Linked DNA regions of Gossypium hirsutum: region 2 is linked to region 1. A link is a contact called in public Hi-C data. All regions are on one chromosome and are shown on one strand. The core of a region is the stretch at or near the end of the contact, and the rest is flanking DNA. Distances in the headings are between cores, read along the strand shown. Region 1 holds the start of LOC107950711. Region 2 holds the start of LOC107950137.

Region 1 (2,700 bases), core at 95-2,594:
TCATGCGATAAATGAGTAATTTGAAGATTAAATTAATAAAAATATCATAGATAAGAAAAAACGGTGATGAATAGTCATGTTTAATTCAAATCTATTTGGACCTAACAAGTTTTACTGAAACTCAATAACACTTTAAATATAATTTCTATTTTCTTTTTTATGATTTATTAAATTAGTTAATTTAAAATAATTATTTTGATTTGCTATGTAAAATTAGCGATGTCGCTATTCATGCAGTAATTTTTTTTAAAATTGAGTTTTCTTTTTATTATTATAATATTCAAAAGACTATGGGTTGAATGCGTTTTTATTTTAATTTAAGAGTTGAGTGAAAATATTCATGTAAGAAATTTATAAAAAATTATTTTAAAAATTAAATGTGGTTAGTTGAAATGATAAAATTGAAATAGTGAAACTTATAATGTCATCGGTTCAAATTTCATAATCTCCTCATTCTATATATATAATATTTTTAGATTTATCAAAATACAAAATGACACAAATGTTCTCAAAATAATATTTGCTATTTTATAAAATACATGAGTTTTTGATAATCTTTTAATTGAGTTGGAACCTAGTTCAGAGGTGATACTAACTTAATCGATCAGTTAATATATATTATTTTCAATTTTAATAAATATTAAAAATTCTATCCCACACGAATGCGTGTGGAGACCACGAATAATAAAATAAAATTTTGGATGAGTGGGAAATTTTAAGTTTTACTAATTCAATTGTCATGAGTTTAAATTCTATTATATGCAAATTTTTTTGATTTTTTTAGAAAAAATAAAAAGATAAAGTATTCTCGAATAATAAAATTTATTTTAAATATGAAAAGGCATCAAAGTAAATTCTCTAATCGAGTTGGTGTTCGGTTGATTGGTGACACTAACTCGATCATGGACTTAAATAATAGTGTAAATATAGTTAATTGAGGTAATGAAATGCATAAATATTAGAAAAAGAAAACTTTGATTAAGTATGAAATTTAAAATTTTACCTCAAAAATTTAAATATTATTATATCCATATTTTTTATTTTTTAAATAAGATTGATGCCCGATTCATGTCATCGGAGAGAAATTTTCGCGCGAGCAGATGAAAAAGTTGCGAAGAAAAAAAAGGTTTAATTGTGTTTGTAGTCTCTATATTTTTGTATATTTGAATTTTAGTATTTTAGTTTTTCTATTCTTTTAATTTAATAATCAAAGTTGAATTAATGACACCGTAAGAAGAATTCTGTTAAATTGAATTATGTGTCTATCTTTAAAATATAAAATTTGATCACAAGGCTTATATTACACATATAAAAAAGTCGCGTAATCTAATAAACCGTTGGTTGTGTTGCTAAAGTCGAGGCTTTGAAATTTTGAATGCTTAAGTTCTAATTTCTGCATATGTTATGATTGATCTTAACTGCAACTTCAAAAAACATATTATTAAACAAAAAATAAAAGGATTAAATTCTTAATATTAGAAAGTAAAGGGATTAAAGTTCAAATGAACAAAGAGTACAGGGACTGAGTACAATTAGATCAAAACAGAGTTCTAACTTGAGACTATGAATATTCAGTGTCTCTTCAAAATTTGAGATGATGAGTTTCTTTTCTTCACCGTCGGTTTAGCCTTTCGGAGGTTCATCAGAAATGGACGGTTCTCACCTTTTCATCACTTTTTCTTCGTTTTGTTCTTATCTAGAGGCGTTGACTTGAAGTCGTCGTTTGTTTTTTTGAATCTTTGTTCCATCCCCTAAGCAAGTTTTTTGAAAGATTCAATCAATTGTTTTGAATCGAAAGTAGTGTGTAGTACAAATTTCGGGTAATCAAGTAGAGAGGCAGCTTTATTCTTGTAATCTAGTTTGATGGTGAAAAGAAAGCAGCAGCCTCCTCCAGAAATGGAGGGTACTGGCGGCGCTGAAGCGGCGGTGGAGGCTGAGACCGGAATCCAACCCCAACGAAGGTGTACCAAATCTCTGAAAACGCGAGCTCAGATGGATAAACATAACGAGAGCTGTAAACGATATCGACTGAAAATTAAAGTACAGTGATCGTCAACTTTCCCCTTCGTTTATTTATGTCTTTAATTAATTAATTAATTTTTGCTTTGGTGTTTCTATAACTAAAGATGAGGCGTGAGGAGAAGGAACAAGAGATCCCAAAGTTGAAGGATGAACACCAGAAGACGAAAATGGAGCTAGAGGAATACAAGTCTAAAATTGGGGTTATGGGAAATGAGATCCAACAACTTAAGAGAAAGCTTGAGGCACAGGTTCTGCACTCGCATTCCTCTCTCCTTTTAGTTTCATTTCAATAATAATTAGCTTAAACTATCATAAATTTGTTTGAATCACATGAGAAACCTTGAAATCTCCTAGAATACCCATTTATAGGACTGTTTTTTAATCTTATTTTTGTGAAATCATAATTGCTTTTTTATAAACAGCAAACGAGGAACAATTGAGGGGAATCCCACTGGATGGAAAGTTGATGTACGGAAATTTGTATTATATAAATCTTTGTTTTTTTTAAAAAAAAAATACTTGTTTAGAAAACTGTTTCTTGTAAACTTCTATAATTTATGTTTATTGCCATTTTTACTTAGTAGTTAGTACTCAACATTTGGTTAAGTTTATGTATCTTTTATTCAAAGATTTATCACTGTTTATTTCTTTTCTATGATAAGGCCATAACTTAGTAGT
Region 2 (2,700 bases), core at 35-2,534, 220 kb after region 1:
CTGTACGCAACGGGCGTTATGAGCATCCTTTTGAGCTCGGGTTTTCCCCGATTTGGTACCTTTACCCTCCATTAATGAGCTTCAGTAATATACCACTATTTTCTTCTAACCTTCACTAAGTTTTTGACTTGTTTTCTGTTGTAAAACTTTAGCTGCATCTCGATTTTATTACCCACAATTATCTACTATCAACTATTTTCCGTTCCAAACCATTTGATTTGCCTGAATCTTTCGAAAACTTGATGATTGACTCGAAGTCAACACTTCTAGATAAAGAACAAAACTGAAGAACAGGGGAGATACGAACAAAAGGAAGAAAAAAAAAAGAACAGGGGAGATAGCTCAATAGATAATGATAAACCTTTCTAAAGTCTAAAGGCTAAGAAAAAGAAAGTGATGATCTGAGATTTACGAGGATAAAGTGGCCACTGGCAGCTCCCCCCGTTTATATTAAGCAAGGGAAGGTTGACTAAACTCGCGTCTCATCGCGAGCTCTGTGCTCGCGCGAACATTCCGTATTTAATTTTGTCTCTCCCTTTTTTGGCAGGATTACTTTTGCCATTTAGACAAGCGTAATATATGATGTTATAAAACAATATTATAAATAAATCAAAATATTTCTTTTACGATAATGATATTTATAATAATGAATTCTTATTTTTTTAGGTTTTTAATTTAATTTGATTTTTAAAAAAAATTATGCATAAAATTATATATCACATATAAAATTTAAAATTATTATTAAGTTTCAACCAATTAAAAATACATATTTAAATACATTCGAATTTATATATTTTTTATTGTTACAATAGCATTGAATTAAGTTACGATCAATTTTTAAAGAATTGAATTACAAAAGCTTTTTTTTCGCAATACATGATTTTGTTGCAGGTTTTGATCTTTGGATTCAATAAAAGAAATCTTCTTCAAAGATTTTAAGTTGTAGATTTTTAAAAAATTATTTTGTTTGTAGTCATTATTTTAAAAATTAATTTTCAAATGCATGGTTCTTAAAAAATTAATTTATCAAATATAAATAAAAAAAGTTATTCGCTTTTTGATTTATCTATGCTAAATTAGTAAATTTAATGTAGGAGGATGTAGGTTCGAGCATGCTAGAACTTATTATCCTCCTATTTATGGGTTAGAAATAATTTTAAACATTATGTCAAAAAGAAAATATATGATCAAAATATTAGAAGAAAACTATATAATAAGAATGGTTGAAACCAAACGAATAAATGGATCTGAAACATATAATACATGAAAATTAATAAATTAAAGGCAAAAAGAAAAATTGTGATTCATTTATCCCCCTTCTACTCTTTAAGCGTGGCGTGTCCTATACTATTTAATAAAAGAAATAACACTTCACTTACCCAGCAGCCATATATGACAAATCATTCTCCTCGCGATGATACTCGTACGACGATCTCGTCGGATAGCAAGCGTGGCGTGCCTCGTCGCCACATAACACTCAAGTTTTTTGGAAGTTTCTAATTGTAAGCCAAGGTATTAAACAAAATGTTAAATGGGCAGCATTTTAATACAAGAGGTAAGCAAGGCTTTAGTCTTAAAAATGAAAAAGAAATTGTAATTTAATTTTTTGTAAATGATAAGATTATAAATTAATAATATAATAACTCCTCAAAAATAAAAGTAAAAAAAAAAATAGAATCACAAAAACTTATAAATATCTGAAAAAGAAAGTGAGATACCTGAGTATTTTAGACAATGTGAATATGAATTCCAATTGAACGCTCGCGCGATGGAAACGCTCGCGAAATGGAGATCTAGACTACTTCTTCGAATTCCTTTTTCTTTCTTTAGGATGATAATCAGTTTCTTTTCTTCAAAACCTCAAAATGGAAGAGCAAAAGGGAAAAAAACAGCATCGAGCAAAGATGCAGGGTACAGGTGGCGGTGCTGAAGCTGGAAGCCATTCCAAACGACCTCGTACCGGTCCTGAAAGGCATAAACTGTATCGAGAGATAAAAAACGTAAGAGTGATTCCTTAAACCATCATCGATTTTTTTTCCTTTGTTTATATATGTCTTCATTCAATCCTTGCCTTGTGTTTTCATGACTAAAGTGGATGTTTGAGGAGCTTCAACTCGTCGAAATAGATTATCACGAAAAGCTTCAAGAGTTGGCCGAGAACAAGAATGAGCTGGAGCGATGCAGATCAGAACTTGGAGATAAGGAAAATGAGATCCAACAACATAGGGCAACTCTTGAGGCACAGGTTCTGCACTGCCCATTTCTCTCTCCTTTTACACTAATATGGTGTCATGTCAATAGTACTAATTAACTTAAACAATCATAAATTAGTTTGAATCACATGCTTGGTTTTGTATATACTAATATATGATGATTATAATTAAGAGTATTTTGCAACATGTTTGGTCTTGATTCTTAGATCACATAGTTTCAGTGGAACACGGGAAACCTAGGGTTAAAGTGGAAATAAAGAATTGTGCTTTTTCCCTAAGCATTTATATGATAATTGTGTTTTCTCAGAAAGCAAGCATGGAATTGATGGAGCAAACCGTCGTTCATATAATGGCACACTTGGTACGGAAATTTGTATAGTATTAACCGTTTCTCTCTTTTTCTTACTAAAGATCTGTTGCTTATATATTTTTATAACAATATATTTATTATGCTTTTTACTCAGTACCCAACACTTGGTTAAATCCA

The links. A called contact is a pair of places that touch in the nucleus more often than the background predicts.
Region 2: a contact with region 1 is called in a Hi-C map of leaf, with 5 times the contacts expected there. The contact joins the promoter of LOC107950137 here to the promoter of LOC107950711 in region 1. A contact is called at or near these places in 14 of 34 Hi-C or Micro-C datasets (anther, callus, hypocotyl and 3 more).

Annotation. Positions count from the first base shown.
Region 1 is chrD03:35,543,817-35,546,516 of Gossypium_hirsutum_v2.1, forward strand. It overlaps LOC107950711, which reads left to right and starts at 1,345. Exons shown (of 8, transcript XM_016885631.2): 1 at 1,345-2,040; 2 at 2,127-2,270. The coding sequence starts at 1,864.
Region 2 is chrD03:35,761,810-35,764,509 of Gossypium_hirsutum_v2.1, forward strand. LOC107950137 reads right to left here and starts at 1,285. Exons shown (of 8, transcript XM_016884920.2): 1 at 1-1,285. The coding sequence starts at 72. It overlaps LOC107950136, which reads left to right and starts at 1,523. Exons shown (of 11, transcript XM_016884918.2): 1 at 1,523-2,000; 2 at 2,093-2,245; 3 at 2,521-2,574. The coding sequence starts at 1,866.